2 separate regions of the Mus musculus genome follow, and region 2 is linked to region 1. A link is a contact called in public HiChIP or PLAC-seq data. All regions are on one chromosome and are shown on one strand. The core of a region is the stretch at or near the end of the contact, and the rest is flanking DNA. Distances in the headings are between cores, read along the strand shown.

The links. HiChIP or PLAC-seq counts read pairs in DNA pulled down with a chosen protein or histone mark.
Region 2: a contact with region 1 is called in an HNF4G HiChIP or PLAC-seq map of pancreatic cancer cells. The contact joins two enhancer-like sites. A contact is called at or near these places in 4 of 115 datasets of contacts at active chromatin or transcription factors (T-cell acute lymphoblastic leukemia, embryonic basal ganglia, microglia and 1 more) and 1 of 9 other capture datasets (embryonic stem cells).

Annotation. Positions count from the first base shown.
Region 1 is chr7:113,731,572-113,736,737 of GRCm38.p6, forward strand. No RefSeq gene overlaps it. Among named protein-coding and RNA genes, the nearest start is that of Gm5600, 23 kb to the left of the region's middle. Within about 2 kb of position 3,495, at least 6 of the 459 cell types and tissues checked have an H3K27ac peak or open chromatin away from gene starts, as enhancers often do. A contact at or near this core is called in pancreatic cancer cells, where this site is marked.
Region 2 is chr7:114,062,784-114,068,585 of GRCm38.p6, forward strand. The region is part of intron 1 of Rras2 (related RAS viral (r-ras) oncogene 2); the gene reads right to left. Among named protein-coding and RNA genes, the nearest start is that of Gm51454, 29 kb to the left of the region's middle. Within about 2 kb of position 4,213, at least 103 of the 459 cell types and tissues checked have an H3K27ac peak or open chromatin away from gene starts, as enhancers often do. A contact at or near this core is called in pancreatic cancer cells, where this site is marked.

The DNA of each region.
Region 1 (5,166 bases), core at 2,245-4,744:
CACCACCCACAAGGGGCCCGCTCACCTTGATCTTAATTGAGAAAATGCCTTACAGCTGGATCTCATGGAGGCATTTTCTCAACTGAAGTTCCTTTCTCTGTGACAACTCCAGCTTGTGTCAAGTTGACACAAAACCAGCCAGAACAATGCCATTGAGAAAAGGTGGGGGAAGGAGGAGATGTAATGAGAGCTGCCTGTGTCTAATTCAAGTGTAAGGATTTAATCCGGAAAATGATTGGACCTCCTAGTGTAAGACACTACACTATGCCTCATGACTAAGAGCAGGCACTGGAAAAGTTGGAAAGAATTGTGGAGATGGAGGTAGAGAGACCTAGAGAAGATTCCTCAGGCTGTCTGTAGACCCAAGAATGTGTGGAGATGTCTGGGCTCTCAGGAAGTCAGCTAGCTTCCTTTCATTCTCTATCCCTCGACCTCTTCATCTTGTCCAAACTTAGTATTGAACCAGAGAGAATCACTTGATCAATTCCACTGATGAGGAAGTTGGTCATGAAGAGAACAATAGTCAGCCCAGATTTACAGAGCTTTGGGAGGTATGTTAGGGCTGGGATTTGAACCTAGGCACTCAGATATCAGAGACTGGGTAAATAATTATCCATAATGGCACCATCACCATCTTGAGGGGGTTGCTGGAGAGCAATGGATTCCATTCTCTTTGTGTCTCAGATTGTATTCAGAGGCCATGCTAGTTCATCTGAGAGGCTGGAGCCATCCAGATGCTACATGAGTTTGGACCCTGCTTGGGGACTCAGTGGAGTCCACAGTGGCACACAAAGGAGGAACTGGGGGACTATGAAGCTCTTTACTGCTTGACACTGGCTCCCTGGCTCCTCTTCCTACCTAGGGATGTGAGCATCATCCCTTGTCTGCAGCTAGTAAGCTCTTAAGGCTGTGTCATTCTGATTGTGTCCTTGTTCCTGCAGCCAACTGTTTATAGACATTACAGAATGTCTGTGGTATGTTCTTGTGTATGAGCTTCATGTGTGTTCAATGCTAAGTTACACAAGAGCCAGATTCAAAAAATTTCGAGAAAATGATCAAATTCACAGGGATGCCTAGCATAGAAATTCCATTTCTTTGCTCATAATTTTGCAATAATGTTTTTAAAATAAGCTGTTTCTTTGCCCCCGCAACCTCCAGGTAGTACATAATAAAGGCTCAACTGTCTGCAGGTCGTTCACTTAAAGTACCTGACCATCCTTCAATAGTTCTGAAAAAGCGTGAGGAGCTAGTTGCAGCATGTATTTAATTTAAAGCCTGAAATACAAGTGCAGAGTGGGGGCCACTAATGTGTTAGGATTCAGGTACTATCTATGCTTGTAACTGTCACAGGGGGCGAGGGGGGGGAAGGAGACCATCACAGAGACAGAGCTGGGGTGTTCCACTACACAAAAGAAAGAGCCTTCTGAAACCATCTCCTTTTTTATTTTGACAGTGAGCTATGCCAGGTGGCCAATTTGAATGACCATTAATCAGGGCAACGGGATGTCAAAGGAGTAGGGAGTCATTAGGAAAGGTATTGTCCCTGGAAAGTTTTGCGATTTGCCAAATTAATTCTTATCTGAAGAGACTCGTGAGGTTCCGAGTGACATATGCACCATTTACTCCATCCGAGCCAGGGTGGCTGGGCTCTTAGGCACCTGAGAGCCAGGGTTGGTCTCCATTCAAAAGGGTCAGCTCCATGATGGGCCATCTTAAGGACAGCAGAGGGACAGTATCTATCTGCAGAAGTGAGTGTAAAGTAAGGGGCAGAGTGAGCTGAAAGCCCTAGGGGCTGGTGTCAGCCGGGGGCAGGCCATCCTTGTAAGGCTGCTCATGGCTTGACAGGAGCATGGTTCCACATCTTCAATAAGAAGCTTCTACTCGAGGCGAAATGCCCAGTCTTCAAGGGACAGAGTTTAACTTGCTCCCCCAGAGACCTCGAACATTTCGATTAAACTGTAAAACTGTCAGGAAAGGCAGCATGAAGATTAATAGATAACGTTCTTTAGCACTTTAATTTTGTAGAATTCAAAATGTAAGAAAATGAATTTCCTGGCCTCTCGCCAAAGCAGATATAAATAAATAGAGATCTAGGTTCTAATTCCTGAGAATTTTAATAAAGAGAAATATTTATGGTTTAAAATTACCCCTGAAATTATGCAGCAGAGAATAGATAGTTTATGACTTCAGAGAACAAAAAGAAACTTGCAAATACTTGGTGTTGGCAGATCAATTAAGTGGCAATACATGCTACATTATAATTTTAATCACCATGAAATTAAAATATGGTAATGAGCGTTAACATGACTTCATCCTTTCAAACTATGATTTAATTTATGGAATTCTTCTTGACTGCTGCCTTATTTCTCGGGTTCTTTCTGTCTTGATCCGCAGGCATCTTTAGATTACACCCTTTCCGGTAGATATTATTCAAGACAGCCACTAACTAAATGAGCTCTTCTTTCCTTATCAATTAAGGATCTTGTAGGCTATTCTTACTCATTTTAATTTAGTTCTTTTCCCTGCATAAAATATGCAGGGAATTAGAATAATTTTTTTTTAAAGCAGAAAGGCCTCTCTTTGGTTTCCATATGGTGTACTTTTCCCACTGACACATAAAAGCAGGCCAAATGTCATTTTGCTTTTCTCAAGGTCACCTTCCTTGAGCATATTTAAGGGTAGGAGCAGAGTCTGTTCTTGTTGTCATTGTAGCTGCCACACGGACAGTACTACTTCCCTTGCCTCTCTGCTGTGCACCTGTGATGTCCCAACTCCACCGTGTCCTCAGTGAGGAAGTCAGCTAGCAAAGACCACATTCCCCCTTTGCCATTAAAACCTTTAATTCTAAGCACCTACTTACAAAGCTCCTTGTTGGTGGGTTTAAAACGTATGTCCAAAGGCAAGAAAATGGTTTACTAGCAAATCAGAACCTCTCATGGCTGCCCATCAGCTACAGGACAGAGTGAAATTTTCTATGAATTAGTCCTGTTTAGGTGGGCAGCCTTGTCTCCAGCACTCCCAGTGTTGTATGACATACTCTGCCATCTCCATCAACCCACGCACACCACGGTGTTCATGCCCCCTTGTCTTTATCTGTTTCAGTCGCGGTTCTGTGTGCCCTCTTCTTGTTGCCTTGGATCCTGCCTGCTCAGCTTTTATCAGGACTAAGGAAGTATCTTCAGGGAGCTTTTTCTGAAATCCAGGCTAACAGCATGAGATGCTTTTGTGCTGCAAGATGCTCGGAGGAAACTGGTAAAGGGACCTCTTTGCTGGCTTTCTATTGCTGTGGTAAATACCACGATCAAAAGTGATGTGGGGAGGAAAGGGTTAATTTAATCTCAAAGCTTACAGTCCATCATGGAGGAAACTCGGGGCAGGAAGTCAAGGCAAGAACCTGAAGCCAGGAACTGAAGCAGAGGCCTTGGGGACATGGTGACTGTTGGCTTTCTCTTAGGGCTCATGGTTAGCTACTCTATACCTCCCAGGACTATCTGCCCAGGGTGGAGCCACTCAGAGTGGGCAGGGCCTCACACATCAATCATCAATCAAGAAAAAGCCCCACACAAGTCAATCTGATGGAGACATTTGCTCAGTTGAGGTTCCCTCCTCTGAGATGACCCCAACTTGTGCCAAGTTGACAGAAAGCAAAGAGTACAGGGAGAAAGTACTTCAGGTGGAACTTTTGAAGGATTCCTGTATTGTAAAGCATGGAAGGCTGTTTACATCATGATGAACCAAGAAACAGAAAGAACCCTTGGGAACAAGAGTTGGGCTATAACCTTCAAAGCCCAGCCCCAGTGACTCACTTCTGCCAGGTCATAAGGATTCAATGTGGTTTCTAAATAGTACCACTGGCTGGGACATAATCACTCAAAATGTGGGCTTGCAGTTCAGAGTCAAGCCCTACCACAACCTCAGGTACACTTTCTTGTCTTTCTCCTGGGGTGCTTCTACATCCTGCATAGCCCTGTCACTGACAGTGACACTGGGAAGGTCAGTCTCCTTGTCCCCTTCCCTGTGTCCTGAGGTTGGCAGCTCCCCACACTCCCGACAATACTTAACCATTCTCATTACCTGAGGGAGCACAACAGACATGTGTCGAACTGAATTAAATTGAATTCCACTGTAGTGAGTATTTTTCTCTATTTACTGTCGGCCTTAAATTTGGGTTGTGTGGAATTTTGACATAGAGTACTTTTTAATTTTTATGGAGTTGAAAGTATTGATCTTTGTGTGATTTCTTCTATTGATTTTGAGCTTTAAAAAAAAATGAAGGACTAGTTTTTAAGAGACTCTTTATGACTGAGCTGAGAAATTTTGCCATCTCACTGTTCTCACTGAGAGGAGGGGCAACATGAGGCGGAGACAAAGGAGATGCCCTTCTCAGAAAGCCACAGCTCTTTTCCTGTTCTTCCCAGTAAAGAATGGTATCTGGGTCAAATGCACAAGTAACATTTTGTGTCTTGGCTTTTATGGTTTCCATTGGTCCGTGAAAGCAACCATCTTCAGGCTAAGCAATTCCATTTGTCTTTGGGCCTCTAAGGACAGTCTCTGTGTTGAGAGCTCTTGGATGAAAGAAAAATAGCAACTTCGGCTGTTTTACTGTTTGCTGATTTTATTTTCTCAATATGTAAAATGGCAACTGGCTCAGCAGACTTGGCTGGCCTGGCTCAGAGTGCTCTGCCCTTTGGGTCTTTATCTGAAATGTTAGCTCTCCCCCTGGGACCAGCTCCAGGGTCAAGGCCTAGGTAAGAACTTTCTCTGGTCAGCTTCCTCTCCTTCTAAACCTCTCCTTCTCTCCCATCAATCCCACAGCAAGTCCACACAAAGGCGTGGATGGTCTCTCCTTCAGTGGTTCACTTGTGGTTCAGAAATAACTAGGTTAACACCGACGGGCTCTCCGCTAATAGTGAGCCACATAGGCATGAGCCCAGACCTCGTGGAACCCATAGCCTAGCAGGGGAGCCTGCCACTTAATAACTAACTAATTACACATTTAATTGCAAACTTGCAGGTTGCTACGAAAGAAACTGTGTAGGAGGATAAGAGAATGCATAAAAGAGGGATGAGGGGAAAGTATTCAAGAGAGACTTCATTGGGAAATGATATTTTAAGGTTGAGCGAGTGGGTGGCAGTAAGTAGCATGGAAGATGGGGGGGGGGGGTA
Region 2 (5,802 bases), core at 2,963-5,462, 330 kb after region 1:
GCACATCTCAGTGTGGCCACCTAAGCTCAGAAAGCAACTCATCAAGCAAAGTGTAAAAGAGAGAGAGATCGAGAGACGAGACGAGACGAGACGAGAAGAGGGGAGGGGAGGGGAGAGGGGAGGAGGGGGGAGGGAAGAGAGGGGAGAGGGGAGAAGAGGGGAGGGGGAGAGAGGAGGAGATGGGGGAGAGGGGAGGAGAGGGGAGGGGGAGAGGGGAGGAGATGGGGGAGAGGGGAGGAGAGGGGAGGGGGAGAGGGGAGGAGAGGGGGGAGAGGGGAGGAGAGGGGAGGAGAAGGGAGAGGAGAGGAGAAGAGAGGGGAGGGGAGGGGAGGGGGAAGGGGGGAGAGGGGAGGAGAAGGGAGAGAGGAGGAGAGGGGAAGAGAAGGGAGAGAGGAGGAGAGGGTAGAGGAGAGGGGAGGGGAGGGGGAGGGGAGGGGGAGGGAGAGGGGAGGAGAAGAGAGGGGAGGGGAGGGGAGGGGGAAGGGGGGAGAGGGGAGGAGAAGGGAGAGAGGAGGAGAGGGGAAGAGAAGGGAGAGGGGAGGAGAGGGGAGGAGAGGGGAGGGGAAGGGAGAGGGGAGGGGGAAGGGGAAGGGGAAGGGGAAGGGGAAGGGGAAGGGGAAGGGGAAGGGGAAGGGGAAGGGGAAGGGGAAGGGGAAGGGGAGAGGAGAGGAGAGGAGAGGAGAGGAGAGGAGAGGAGACACTGGCCTGCCTGCTACTGTGCTTTGCATACTTATTTTATTTTGGAAAGAAATGTTTCACATTTCATTTATATTTTAGGAGTAGCCTTAAATGTGGAGTCATTACCCATAATTCTATTTCCTTCCTGACACATTCATTTAAAGACATGAGCTATTAAACAAAGCCAGCAATGAGCCACGTGCCGACAGCAGTAGCTTTTAGTAGGAAGCGGCTCCGTCACCACCCTGTCTGCATGTCAAACAGGTATGAGAATGATCCTGAGCAGGCTTGCTGGCACTCTCTCTTCTCAGAGTGACCACAGCAGCACCTGGCAGCCTCTCTGCTGTGCTCTACCCGACATGACCTCAGTCTGAACAGATAAAGCAAGCTGCTTATACTTGCAGGGGAACGGGGCGGGAGGTGAGGGACCAGTTTCCCATGGTAGGGTCTCACGTAGCCCAGGGTTACCTTGAACTCCTAATAATCCTGCCTATACATCAAGCATTAGCTTACAGATGTGCACCTACACCTGACTCATGATGAATTTCTCAGGTGTTTCCTCACAGCAATCTGATGCTTCCTGCCTGAATCTCATGACTCCTTCCCTTTGCAGTACAAGGATAAAACTGAGCTCTGTTTGTATGCCCGACAAGGGCCCGGCTACCCCACTTCACTCCTCCATCTAAAAACACAGCGAAGGAATAAGTGAACACGTACTTGACACGTTGCTTAAGTTATGTGCTAGCTCTTCAAACATCAGTGTTCTGTGAGACTAAATGAAGGCAGCGGCATGTGCTGCTGTTGGTTTACAGGCCCTTGAAGGCCACAGCAATTGTTTGATTTTCCTTTTAGTGCCTGCACAAGTTTGCTTTGAAGGATAATTTCTAGAACACACTCTTAATATTTTAAGATTGCCACTTTCCTATCTGCTCATTAAACACATCTGCCCACATATTTTTTTCATCTTAGTGTTAGTAGAGTATACATACATGCACACACATGTTCTGTATTTCCACATACAATGTATTTGTCCACCTCTATCACCCTCTGCCTACCCCTTTTGAGTCAGTCTCTCCCTGAACCTACAACTCCCAGGTTTGTGACTAGAACAGCAACCAGATAGCATTGGCTACCTCATGTCCCTATACCCTCAGCGTTGGAGTGTACAGCACACATAGCTTGTTCCACGGATGCTGCCGTCCTAACTCTAAGCCTCAACCTTGTGTAGGAAGCAGTCTTAATTGCTGAGCCCCTTCTCTGGCCCACCACTTACACTAATCTCCAGCATAAGCCTGCTGCAGCGGTGCGCTTGCCTCAGCTACATATGTAGTTCTAGGCCAGTCTGGGATGCAGAAGACCCTGCCTTTAAAAAACAATAGAGCTGGTTGTGGTACACAGGCACACACCAGGGAGCCAGAGAAAGGTGTATCTCGGTTAGTTTGAAGTCAGCCTGATCTACAAAGTGAGTTCCAGGATGGCCAGGGCAGTTATGCAGAGAAACCCTGCCTCAAAAACAAACAAACAAATGATTGAATAAATAACTATAGATAACAAATAAAGAAAGAAAGAATAAAAAACAACACTTGAACTTAGAAACAATGAGCCAGTGGGGTTACCAATAAAACACAGTTTCTATGGCTGGAGAGATGGCTCAGGGGTTAAGACCACCTGCTGCTCCTCAGAAGGCCTGCATTCAGTTCCCAGCACCCGCATGGCCATGTGGGATCCCATGCCCATTTCTGGCCTTCATGGGGCACTGCATGTACATGGTGTGTAGACATACCTGCAGGATAAACCTTATACACATAAAATAAAAATAAATCTTTATTTTAAAGAGAAGAAAGTCTCCGGCAAAGTTGAGTTTAACTCTCACTGCTACTTCCAAGCTGCAGGATCTGAAGCCAATGTCCAGGCCGGCCCTTCAGCACTCGCAGCAAAGAGACAACACTGAGGCAGGAGCAGGCCTACCAAACCAGGGATCAAGGAGTGCAGGCAGGCTGCTGCTCTTCAGCCACAACCGTAACTGGGCTGCTGTCACCGGCAGCCACACGCTGAACCAATGGCTTTCCTCAAAGTCCAGAGCTGTGTTCCTCTGTGGTGGGGGAGGGAAGGCAGCTCTAACAACTCCAGGCCCAGTTACCCCACAGACCCTGCATGAGCCTCTGGAATGTGTGCCTGAGTGCTATGAACCCAGTGTTCTGAGTTCATAACAGTCTGAGTGTTCAGCTCCCATCCGGGCTTCTGAAAATATCCTCAGGGTCTGAGCAGTAATTACACAGATAAACACACAGGCATGAATCTATCTTGTTCATTTAGCATTTGTGTATTTGTATGTGTAAAGATTACAACCATAAAACGTACAAATGGCAATCGCTCTCCTCTTCCTCCTTAGAACCCACGGTTTGTGTTTGTTTGTTTGTTGATTGATTGTGTGTTTGGAGTGCTGGGGACTGAAACTGCAATCAGATCAGATCAGGCACGGTTCCAACACCGAGCCACATCCCCGCCCTCCTCTTTGATTTCTGAGACTCAGTCTTGCTAAGCTGCCCAGACAGGTCTTGAGCTTACAATCCTTCCACTTCAGTCTCCTACAGAGCTGAAACAAGTGTGTACCTCAGGGGACCCGTAGTTAGTTGCTTTCCACAGAACACAAAACTTTCCAGTTTGATTTGTGCCTCATTTCCCACTACCAGAACCCCTCCTGTAATTTTCCTACAATGTTTGTTTGAAGTTATATCAGTAATATGGGTGATACCCACTCTGTACCCCTTAACAGGTCCCACTGTCCCTTTGACAGAACACCCAATCTACTGTTAGGAACAACGGGGCTGTGGCTTGGTGGTAGAGCGCTTGCCAGACATGCTTAGGTCAATTCCTAACAGCAACAAAACAGTAAGAAGGATAGAGACAGGCCAACCCCAAAACACATGAAGTGTAAAACCATGCCTGCTCAGAAGGCAACACAAATTAAGAGGTATGGCTGCCACTATGCATGGGAACTGTGTTCACAGAGCCCCAGTAACTGTCCAAGGAAAAACAAACAAACAAACCCTCCAGCAGCAGATAACATGGAGGCTGGGGGACAGCACTAGAAAGCGGAAAGCAGGGTAGACCAAAAGCTACAGAAGGGAGGGTGGGTTTCCTGGGGCTTTGCCGGCAGCACATTAAAGGATATGTGGAGGGGAGTCCTGGCGAGAACAAAGGACAGGGAGACCACCCACACTGGATAAGTTATTCCACTTGCGCAGAGAGATCTACTGCCTTCCCCCATACGATCTGGTCTGGGTAAATTTGTCTGCAATAGCTACAAAATGGTACGCCCAGGTGAGCAGGCACGCTTCCATAGCCTCAGTCTGCGAACTCTCTGCTTGGCCTCCAAAGAGGACTACTCACTGGCAGCAGGCTTGGTGGAGCAGGAAAATGGGGAAGAGGTGACAAGAATGAATTGCCCTTCCGCATTCCAAGGGGCAGTGGCGACAACCACTTTCTCTTAAAGCCAGCCCGGTGTGAAAGTGCAGTTCCCAAACACTGCCACAGGGTGGAGTCTGGTCCACACCGGAGACTAGGGATCCAGCACTTGGGTTAAGTCTCACGGGCCTGGTGAGGAAAGGGGGCTGGATCAGAGGGACTACAGGACAGGGCAAACACAAGCCTGAGCATTTCTGAGCCCATGCCACACTCGGGAGGCTTGGCAGCTTTTAAAAGGACACAGTGAATAAGGAAGGGTATAATAATAAATTTTAAAAAAAAAAGTAAAAAATCTCTCAAAGTATCAGATATTGAAAGGCACAGGTGTGTTACATGGACAACAGAACTACTACATGTATCTGACAGATTCCACCCTAATTTTTTTTAAAAAAAAAAATGCAAACTGAGCCGGGCGTGATGGCGCATGCCTTTAATCCCAGCACTCGGGAGGCAGAGGCAAGCGGATTTCTGAGTTCGAGGCCAGCCTGGTCTACAAAGTGAGCTCCAGGACAGCCAGGGCTATACAGAGAAACCCTGTCTCGAAAAAACAAAAAAAAAAAAAAAAAAAAACAACAACAAAAAAATGCAAACTGTAAAAGCTACAGAGTTAGATTTGGGAAGACAGGGGTGGGGGTGGGGGATTCTGCAGAAGTGGGAGGGAGGGCAAGATCGGTTAATGGGAGTGAATACGATCAAAATGAGTAGCTATCACTTAGTCATTATTGTATAATTCATACATGCTAATAAAATGAAGAGAACTGCATAGTCAAATCGAGAAGCTAAGGGTTCATGCCCTCATCCTGAGCTGACCTCAGGAAACTTTCTAGGCCTCCTCCTTCTTTCTCCCTCTTCCCTGCTCCTGCCCTCTCTCAGCTACACACGTACATTAAAAAACAAACAAACAAACAAACAAAAACAAAACAAAACAAAACAAACAAAAAAAAAACCTTAAATCATCCATTCCTTCCCCCACCCAGCCAGAATGTAAGCAGGGTAAAGACAGGAACACTGCCAGAGAGGAAGGAGAAGGCCTTCCCCAGCAAATCACAGGCCAGGCAAGACCTGCAGGCAGTGCGGCTGCGCATCTGCCTTGCTTATTACTCAGTAGATTTTCTCATTTATCCTCACAAGGACCCTCCAACAGATTCCCCCCTTTTACAAACATTTTTACATCAGAGAACTGCACTACTTCTTCAAGGCCACTCAATAAACAAGCAGGAAGACTACGGTTTAAATTCAGACCCAATGCTAATAAGGTCATCAGAGCCTAAGAATTATTATTTAATAAAAATTCACTGAATACCAAATTTTCTATTGGCCTATAAAATAAGGAAGAATATTTCCAAAAATATGAGAAAAGGCAAGATTTATAAACCCACACCCCTGTCATCTTCTTGAGGTCCTGCCCAGTTCTCTTGGGAGGGGATTCTGAAACAGTCTAGATGCAAAGTCCTTAAGAGCCTACCCTGAACACTGAAATTCAGCATGGCCCTACAGACACTTTTACCCACAGAACAAGTTTTACATTTCCCTATGACAAAATAGAGCAGAACCTGAGATTTGGTAGCTGCTTGGTTTCTTGATTAGAGGATTTATAAAGGCTGGCTGCAGGCAGCAAGGCGAGACGATGCATGATTATGCAGTCAGGGGATTGAA